Linked DNA regions of Zea mays: region 2 is linked to region 1. Evidence: chromatin contacts called from public HiChIP or PLAC-seq data. All regions are on one chromosome and are shown on one strand. Each heading gives the region's core, a stretch centred on a gene start, on an enhancer-like site or on the middle of the called end of the contact. The rest is flanking DNA. Distances are from core to core; before and after follow the strand shown. Region 1 holds the start of LOC109944961 (AP2/ERF and B3 domain-containing protein). Region 2 holds the start of LOC542610 (60S ribosomal protein L26-1).

Region 1 (5,173 bases), core at 1,382-3,881:
ATAAAACTTAAGATGTGCTCTTATTGGAGGACCAAGGGAGTAAGGCTAAAGCTAGCAGATCGTGCACATGGTCCTGCAAAACACTGTACTGAAGACTATACTATTTAGAGGGTGTAGTTTGAAATAAGAGATGTAGATGAGTAAGCTGCTAGATGCAGTACGAAATAGATATTGGAGTAAATCTTACTGTACGTTTTTATAGGTGTCCACAAACGCTATATGATCGAAAAGTGCGTGTTTTTGCTCACAGAAATCGGTTTGAAAGATCTAAAAGCCATTGGAAACACGATAGAGTAGCTGACATACGATACAAGAAAATCAAGAAAGTTATGTATGAAGAAAGGAAAATAAACAGCATTTGAGTTATGGACTATAGGCTTTGTAGGAGAAATAGGAATAGCTGATGTGTATACAGTACTCTTCTGAGGTGTACGAGATCTTTTTTTCATTGAGGAAATAAAGGGGTGTACGATCTTACCCAGCTCTCTCTCTACAGTCTAGCTATTACAGAATCAGTACTAATAAGATCCGTCAATCCTTTTGAATGAACGAAACTGCAGCGATCTACTATGAATATAGTCACTGTGAGTGAACGAAGGACGAAACCAATCTATAGCACAGTAATAAGAGGAGATTCAAAAATTGCTATATATGCATGTAGATAGAATGAAACTGATCTGAATCCTCAATCACTCTCTAACTGCATCTTCAACTTTGACTTCTTTCAGTATCTAGAAAAACTTGGATTGTCTTTTGATTGATGATATATAACACCCGCAACCTATAGTACAAGTGTGCAACATCTATCGACTAGTTATTCGTGCATGATGTGAACTGTTGCAGCAAAAATAACCAAACTATAGACGGCATGTGTGTTGCCAAATAGGCAAAGGCTGAATCGATCCAACACATGAGAACAAGATGCAAGCACACATGTTTAGTCTCTAGCAGATGCAATCAACTTATTGCTGCACTCGATGGCACAAACTTGCATGAGATCTTAATTATAGGAACTACTACATAGTATCGTCTAGCAACTCAAGATTGCCTAATGATGTACATACAACTAGTTTAACTTGCAGTCTTACTTAAACTTAAGTTTTTGCAAAGACGAGCCGAGTAATTGAATTCAAGATCAAGCAGGCGGCCGAGACGACATGAAGATCGAAGAAAGAGGAGGAAGGACTAGAGTACTATGTGTATACTAGCATCGCTGCTATAACAAGAAGGCACCTAGGGCAGGAGAGCGGTGATGATGAGCCACGCATTGCTTCTTGAACGACTCCGCCTGCGGCCCATGGTCGAACGAAATCTCCACCGGCCGTGCGCGCTTCTGGTGGTGGCACCCGGCTCCGGCGATGTCGACGCCGAACAGCCTGACTACACGGGCCTCGCTTGGTTTCTCCGCTGGTGCTGGTGATGGTACCGGTACCCCGTCGGTGGCGGGCGTCGTCGTCTTGGTCTTCTTGCAGTCGATGAAGAGCTGCTTCTCCGAGCCGTACGTGGAGTGGGAGAAGACGATGGTGTCCCCGGCTCGGAGGCCCTTCTCCCTGACGAAGCGGCTCCAGCCCTTGGTGAGCACGTAGCTCTGGCTGCTGTTCCAGTAGGAGTAGCGGAACCGCCACACCTTGCCCTCCCCGTCCTCGAAGTTGAGGAGCACGCCCTTGGCGGTGGTGGGCGCCTGCGCCTCCACCGACGGCGGCGCGCGCTTCAGCGGGAAGTGCTTCTCGGCGTGCTGCTTGGGGACCACGAGGCGGTTGAGCTTGCCGACGTCGCTGGGCGTGACCGCCTTGTCGAACAGCAGCACGCGCGCCCAGGCCGGCGTGGGCTGCGCGCGGCTGCGGCCGCGCCGCAGGCCCTGGCGCAGCTCGTCGGCGTAGGTGTGCTTCCGCAGCATGTCGACGATCTCCGCCTTGGAGTGGGCGGCCAGGAAGGCGAGCTCGGGCGCCGACGCGCCGGCGCCCGGGAAGTTGGTCGCCGCCTCGCGGCCGCGGTAGCGGAGCGCGGCCACGTCGTAGGCGCGCGCCGCGGCCTCCTCGTCGGCGAACGTGCCGAGCCACACCCGGGCGTGGCGCTCGTAGATCTGCGCGCCCCAGCGGCCGTTGGGCTGCGGCACCACGCCCTTGAAGCGCGAGGAGCCCTGCGGCACCGCCGACGGCTGCGACGTGACGGCCTGCTCGTCCGCCGCCGGCGAGACGGCGACGGCGTCTCCGCCGCCGACCGCGCCGCCGCCTGGTGGTGCGGCAGCGGGCGGCGGCTGCGCGGCGGCGGCGGACTCCGTGGTGGCCGTGGACGCGGCGGAAGAGCTGTCCTCCGGCGCCGCCGCCGTGGGGCTCATGCTCTCAATACCCATGATGAGCTACAGCTACGTACAGCTCGCGCTGCTCCCTCTGGAGTGCTATCTTCGCTTTGGTTTCTTGGCGTGTGTGCGTGCTTGCGTACTGCCTGCAGCAGAGCAGCCTCTATCTGATGATGCCGGACTGTGATAGTATTCGCCGCTGCCGCTAGGCGATAGCTAGAAACAGTATGGAATTATTGACGAGACTTTACTGTTCTAGGCTTGCTTGCTTGCTAGGGCTGGGACAAGATGATATACAAGAAGATAGATGATGCAGGCCTGTGAGGGCGTGGTAGTATGGTATGCTGCTGCCGCGCGACGCTCTATATATAGAGAATGACATGTTTCTATTTTGGAACCATGCACATGTTTGCGTATATACCCTGAGGCCTAGCTAGTTTAATTCCAATCCTTTAGCAAAATATATTTCCAGATGTTGAATTTTTTTTCTATTGTACTTTTTTTCTCAACTTGAATGCGGATGTAGACGTGTATGACTCGTGCAATGTACTTGATACCTATACGTCGGCTGCGTGCTATAATCAAGCATCGCGCATGTATAAGAAAACGTTAAAATTAAGTATACCGCGAGAAAAAAAAAAGAAAACAAATAAAACCAGTACTTGGTATATAACTATAACCAAGGGTTTCTATGGAAAGTATGAACATACCTCTTACCTTAATCAGTTGAGCTACAGACTCATTTCCTATCCCTAGTAAAAGGACAAGAGCAAGTTCTCTGAGAGTTTGACATGTTTTTACCATCGAGATTAACCCCATTTAGAGCATGTTTGGATCCTAGGAGCTAATGCAAAAGTGATTACAGTTTAGTTATTTAAGAGCTGAAGATCCAAACATCCAAACAGGTAGAGATAAAAGTGAGTAAATTGATGTTTTTTTTACCATTCTAGTCACTTTTAGTTGTTCCTGTTCAGATCTTTAGCTCCTAAGTGAATAAATTTTAGTCATTTTTATTTTAGCTTGTAGGATCCAAACATGTCCTTAGTTTTTCTCTATTGGTTTGGGTGCCAAAGTATCCTGTCATCATGGTGCATGGGACAACGAATCAACAAAATCAAGTAGTGATGCTAGCTAGATGCCAAACTATATATAACACATGGGCGATCCAATGGTGCATGATGAATTTATAAAAAAAAAACACACATATATGTAGGTCGGTTTTAAATTTGAAACGTAATAATGTCTTGTAGACTTTTTTTTTCTCTCTCTCTATAAAGTACATATATATTCACACTTGTGATTCTAGTTTCTGAAAGGACACGGTATATATATATATATATCCGCTGCTGCAGTTTATTTTGGTTCATATAATAATAAATAGATTCCTGGAAACGCCCACATTATTTTCTTCGTCTGTTTTTAGTTCTCCAGTCATGCTCACACAGCTCTTTTTAGTTTCTGTCCATCGATCTAGGACTTTCAATATCCAACGACGAGTCTTGGCGCGGCATGCTTTCACATTAGTACAAGGTGGCGAGAGAATGCAAAGTGTGCTGACTTTTCTTCGGACCATGTGTAGGCTTCTTTTTTGTGCGGGGGGACTGGCCACCAAATTTGTTTAAGCTAAAGCGCACACATGAGACATGATACATACCCCTTCATCCTAGCTTATAGATCATTCCCACTTTCAAAAAAAAATTTGGAGTCAAAGCATCCCAAGTTTGAATAAATTTATATAATAAAACAATAGTACTTATGATACAAATAAGTACTATGAGATTTTTTATTAATTATATTTTTGTAGTATGCCTATTTAATGTCATAAATCTTTACAGTTTTTCTATGAAATTTGAAATAATTTGACTCTTTAAAAATTTATTAGAATGTCTTATAATTTAAAATAGATGGAGTGCAATAGATATAGTTTTAGTGGAGCGGGGGCACGTACGTGCCCTGCCTCGATTTTTCTAGTTTTAGTGGGCCTTTTACATTATTTACCGTAAAAACAAAAATTTATTAGCTACTAAACCTCTATTTAGGCCCCCACTCTTATTTTGGGCTAGGTCCACCCCTGCGTTGCATACTAGTGATTCAAGGATAAGATCAAGCCTTGCAGTGAATTTGTGAATAAGAACCTAATATATTATTGGCAAACAAATCAATTTGTTCTATTTTCCTTTAAAAAAGAGTACTAGAACAACCATATATAAGGCCACACGGGTGCTTGTTCTACCTCGAGACGCAGGAAATCCATGTATCCAAAAATACTGTCCAATAAGTAAATTCCCACTTGGTTAAAGAGTGGGTGCATGCATGACAGGGACAAGAACTGTCATGTGGCCATGTTTGTTGCCCGCTCTCAAACTAAACATAAACAGCCTTGCTTGCATTGGTTGCCATGCATGCACACGATGATTGATCTCCGTCCATGCATCTTGCAGGAGCAAAATGTGATGATTTCCACAGCAAAGTATCTACGCTTTCTCGATCGTTGTTTATCTCTGTAGTAAGTTATCAGCATAAACGTGAAGAGGCAGTAGTACGCGACAGCAGCCGCACGTACGTACGTACCGTTCGGTAAGTAGTAGTAGTATAATCATTGTTGACGTGCACGTGGCATGAGCAAAGTCACGCCGTGTCGTCAACGTGGAAATGTGCACACAACAACGTCACGATTTTATCTGCGCAAGTTGTTGATCAAAATCGCAGCTTATTGATTTCGACATTTTTTTTGTAAAACCATGCATAAACTGAGATTAGGAAAATTCGTCAGCTACGTGTATACTATATATATGCTCGTCGACCCGACCGTACGTGACCCGGCCAACAACAAAAACAAAAGCGAGGTGTGGAGGGGGGACAATAAAAAAATAC
Region 2 (5,173 bases), core at 961-3,460, 150 kb after region 1:
TTCTCCTTTAGGGCTAGTTTGAAAAAAAACAGAGTAAATTGAAATGATTAGAATCTTTTTCTTATTTAAAATTGAATAAGAAGCAAATTTTAGTCCCTCTAGTTTTATAGCTTCCGCTCACTAAACAACACATTGCAGGGCAGTGACAGTTGGGTGTTCAATCGTGAGGTCACAGTTGGGTGTTCAATCGCGAGGTCTGGTGCCGCATCCTCGACTGGCTAGTGCCTACCGTCGATGACGCGTTTCAGCAAGGCGCGCAGATTCTCGTCCCATGGATGGCAACTTGGGGAGAAGGATGGGCTCGCTGGAACTGCTCGTTTTATGGCAACCGTGGAAGGAACGAAACTGCAGTCTAAGAGGGCGTGGGTGCCTCCGCAACACAAGTCAAAATGCTTGTTCCTTTGAACCAACAATCTTTGCTTCTCTCTACAACCATTCATTCGTGTTCCTACGCTCCCATTATCTATTTCCATTCATCATGCTTCACTCTACACCCAAACACAAGCCACTCACTCAAGAACCAAACAAAACTAGAACAGCGGTACCGAGGACAAGAGCATTTCTATCAGAACCTAGAAGAGTGCCACTTCATTCAAGTAGGCTCTAGAACCAAACGCTAACTTATCTCCACACATTTTTCAGGGAAGATAGGCAATCACTGCAACAGTCGAATTCAGGAACATAGTGTTTTCCACGCCAAAGAAAAGATCAAATGTTTCGCTAAAGAATCAGCAAGCATTCAGGACGGCTCAGTTCAACAAATTTTCACTCATTCAAACTGAGCAATTTGTTTCAAAGCAAAAACATGATATATTTCAAACAGTCGTTAGGCTCTCACGATAATGAATAAAAGTATTAACATAGTTATTTAAAATTGCTAGTCCTCAGTAACAGGCAAGCATAACAGGGGCTAAACAAGGGTTTAGGCTAACATTAGCCATTGGAAACATAATTCGACGCCAACAAGTTACCTGCATAAGCATGTTTGATGTACTAGCAAACTGTAACTCGATAACAAGGAAAACAAGAACAGAACATACAAAAACTTAACATACACAACCATAGAACGTGCCAAAGGCCTTAGTTCGCCTGATCCCAATATGGCTGATGAAGTCATGAAGGTTTTTTAGGATCAAGATTAAACGACGCCCCCCCCCCCCCCCCCTCCAACCAAGGCAAACGAACAATACATGCATGCATACTGGCTGCTGATGAAAAATATCTGAAATGTGTCAAATTTAAAACGTTCAGAATAACTAGATCGGCAATTAATATAAATTGTTTCCCCACAGTTAGATAATTCGAAATACATCCTACAAACAATAATTCTAGCTAATTTAACAGACTGTAATATAAAATTAGCAAAAAAACGCTACATGCATCAGACAGGTAATAGAGTGAAGACAAATCACAGCAACCATTTAGAAGATACTACAAGGAGACATTAACCACATAATGAGATCTTCAAAGCTCAGGTCACAGACACACAGGTTCACATTATGTTCCAAAAACTCTCATCCAGGCACAGAGCAGTTTTCAAATAACATAAAACCTCTATCACATAATCATTGGTAGCAAAAACAAAAGAGATGAGGAAAAGGCGGTACGACAACCATCAGATGACCGTGAAGAGTCTAGTCGATCTCCTGGAGAGAGGCGCCGGTGGCGGCGCCACCAGCGGCGGCTGCAGCGACGTCGTCGGCAGTAAACTTGCCCTTAGCCTTGTCGGCGGCGCGGCCCCGGGCCTTGCGGTCGAGGAGAGCCTTACGGTCCTTGTCGAGCTTCAGCTTGGTGACGATCACTTTGGAGGGGTGGATGCCCACGTTCACGGTGGAGCCGTTCACCTTCTCGCGGGTGATCCGCTCGACGTGGATGACCCAGCGGCGGCGGTACACCTGCACCACCTTCCCCTCACGGCCCTTGTAGGTGCCGCGCACGACCTGCACCTCGTCGTCCTTGCGGATCGGGATGGAGCGCACGTTGTACTTGTGGCGGAGCTCCGTCGACAGCCCGGCGGACATGAGAACGCGGCGGACGGAGGACGGGGCCGTGAAGTGCGCCTTGCGGCACTTCCGGCGAGAGCTCGTGACGCGGGGATTGCGCTTCATGGCGGCGGCGGGGTGGACGCTCTTGCTTACCTGGGAGGCCGCTTCGGTGGCGGCGGCTAGGGTTTTCTGTGTGGGGGAGCGAGTGGAGGCGGCTGGTGGTAGTCGGCAGAAGGATTATATAGCTGGTGTGCTGCTAGGGTTTTGTGTAATCGCTGTGGGGACGTTCGATTCGCGTCGGACGGCGTCGATCTGTTGGATGGAATGGGTGGTTGAGTTGGGCTTTTTTTTGTTTGCTATGGGATATGGGCTATATCGATTTAGGTGACGTTTGGATAGTCACTGAGATAGAGAAATGAAAAATGGAATGAGATAGTAGAAAGGTTCTGGTTATGGATTAGGAAACCAGACCTAATTCATTATTTGTCAATAGTTAGTTAGAGTAACTCTAATAGTTTTTCTAAAAAAACTTCATAAACTCATGCTCAACAAGTTGCTAAATAGCTATTAGGAGTAAAAAATAGCTTGGTCTTCTATATTTCCTAATATTTAGATAGTAGTTCAATTTTTAATCTAGTTTTGGTGAACCAATTTAATTTAATGGAGTTACATGTGCTAGTGAAGGATCGCATCAAGATTTGTCTCTCTTGCTGCCTACCTCTCGTTAGCAACCTCGTAAGTGCCTGCAACATCACTGTATGATGCAACAAGTTTATCATATCTCGAATTTAAGGGTAAATATGGGTGCGTCTCAAATATGTGTTAAAATCAAGTCTCACACATATGATGACTCATGTGACAGAAATCAATATCACATCTTTATTATATAATAGAGGTTATGTACAAAATAAGTAAATAAATACATCATATGATGAGCACTGCTTTAAAAGAAGTTGGTCAAAATTTTATTAGCAGTTACTAAGTATAAGTGTATATCAACCCAATCAAAATTTTATTGGCATGTCGTCGATCGTCGTGGTGTAGCTGCCCACCGAGGCGGCCGTGAACACGACGGTTCTACGCGGTTGTCGAGGAGGCGAACCGGGACTTCGGGACCTTTTTCCTTCGCGGGCTCGGGCCGAGGCCTCTCTCTCTTGGCGAGAAGGCCCCGTTCGTTGTTCCGAGGCAGAGCTCTCGACCTGCTAGACTGCAGCGCACTCTAAGAGACCCCTGAATTAACCATGGATTCGACGTCCCTCGGTGGTGGATGGTTCCGGCATTGTTCGGACCAGGATTGATGTCGTAGCAAGGTTCTGGCAGGCCCTGTGAAAATGCCGAAGGGGCTTCAACCTCAGCTTCTTCCATGATGTGATGGTGGACATCGCGTGCCTTGGCGCGTGCTCCCTCGTCAAGGGCTCCACCTGCTGCTTCCCGCTCGAGAACTTGTCGAAGCTACTGCAGTCGTTGTTGCTCTTCCCCGAGCTTGGCGTGTAGCTTGTGGAGCTGCTCGAGGTGGGCTATGTGACTCCCGTCAAAGGTCTGAGCCACACCCTGCTCCCTTGGCTCCGCGACGTGCGGGGGCGTTGGCCTCCTTGGCATGCCGAGATAGTTCCCTTTGTCATGCTCCTCGTGCCCTGCACGAAAGCACTCCCGAGTCGGGTCGTAACCCTCATCGGCGGAGTTGTAGTCATTGGAGCCGTCGAAGAGGAGGTCGTCGCATGCAAATAGGAAGTGTTGCATGGCCTCAGGATCACGGAGCCCGGTAAAGTCTAGGTCACGACCCGAATCGTCTTCCTCCTTAGAGTCTAGGCACCCCAAGGGGAAGGGGAGATTAGCATACATGCTAGTGTAGGTTCTTGTGTCGAAGCTCGCTTGAAAGTGGATGGGGGTTGAATATAGAAGGTTCTCCCATGGCAAGTGTTGGAGCCAACACCTCCTGCTCCATAGGAGGAGTGGGCGAAGCCGATGCCTCCTGATCCACAGGTGGAGGAGCCGGCGAAGATGGCATCACTCGACCCATGTGGGGGAGCCGGCGGGGCCTGCGCCCATCGTGCTACAGGGGGAGCCAGTGGAGTCGGCGATGGGGGTGACGCATGTTGATGTCGATGCTTTGGGCGTGAGGCTAACGCTCGTCAGGTCACTCACAAGGGAGTCTGAAAGTCGCCTAGAGGGGGGGTGAATAGGGTGAAACTGAAATTTATAAACTTAAACACAAACTACAAGCCGGGTTAGCGTTAGAAATATAATGAGTGCGCGAGAGAGGGCGCAAAACAAATCGCAAACAAATAAAGAGTGACACGCGGATTTGTTTTACCGAGGTTCGGTTCTCGCAAACCTACTCCCCGTTGAGGTGGTCACAAAGACCGGGTCTCTTTCAACCCTTTCCCTCTCTCAAACGGTCCCTCGGACCGAGTGAGCTTTCTCTTCTCAAATCAACCGGGAATAAAACTTCCCCGCAAGGACCACCACACAATTGGTGTCTCTTGCCTTGGTTGCAATTGAGTGTTTGTTCACAAGAAAGAATGAGAAAGAAAACAAGCGATCCAAGCGCAAGAGCTCAAAGAAACACAACAAATCACTCTCCCTAGTCACTAATGCTTTTGTGGAATTTGGGAGAGGATTTGATCACTTGGGTGTGTCTTGTATTGAATGTCTAGCTCTTGTAAGTGGTTGGAAGTGTGAAAACTTGGATGTCTTGAATGAGGGGTGGTTGGGGGTATTTATAGCCCCAACCACCAAACTAGCCGTTTGGTGGGGCTGTCTGTCGCATGGTGCACCGGACAGTCCGGTGCACACCGGACATGTCCGGTGCGCCAGCCACGTCACCAAGGTCGTTGGGTTCCGACCGTTGGAGCTCTGTCTTCTGGGCCCGCCTGGATGTCCGGTGGCACACCGGACATGTACTGTAGAGTGTCTAGTGTGCCAGCGCGCGCGTGCCTGACTTCTGCGTGCTTCTGGCGCGCATTAAATGCGCCTGCAGGTGACCGTTGGCGCGAAGTAGCTGTTGCTCCGCTGGCTCACCGGACAGTCCGGTGTACACCGAACACGTCCGGTGAATTATAGCGGAGCGAATTCCCGAGGCTGGCGAGTTCCAGAGCCGCTCTTCCTTGGGGCAACGGACACTGTCTGGTGTGCACCGGACAGTCCGGTGAATTATAGCGGAGCGCCTCTGGATTTTCCCGAAGGTG

The links. HiChIP or PLAC-seq counts read pairs in DNA pulled down with a chosen protein or histone mark.
Region 2: an H3K4me3 HiChIP or PLAC-seq map of leaf shows a contact between it and region 1, with 3 times the contacts expected there. The contact joins the promoter of LOC542610 here to the promoter of LOC109944961 in region 1. A contact is called at or near these places in 5 of 25 Hi-C or Micro-C datasets (bundle sheath, ear, leaf and 2 more) and 1 of 3 datasets of contacts at active chromatin or transcription factors (leaf).

Annotation. Positions count from the first base shown.
Region 1 is chr3:19,548,313-19,553,485 of Zm-B73-REFERENCE-NAM-5.0, forward strand. It overlaps LOC109944961 (AP2/ERF and B3 domain-containing protein), which reads right to left and starts at 2,632. Exons shown (of 1, transcript XM_020550729.3): 1 at 920-2,632. The coding sequence starts at 2,353. The coding sequence ends at 1,217.
Region 2 is chr3:19,702,618-19,707,790 of Zm-B73-REFERENCE-NAM-5.0, forward strand. It overlaps LOC542610 (60S ribosomal protein L26-1), which reads right to left and starts at 2,211. Exons shown (of 1, transcript NM_001305880.1): 1 at 1,399-2,211. The coding sequence starts at 2,108. The coding sequence ends at 1,635.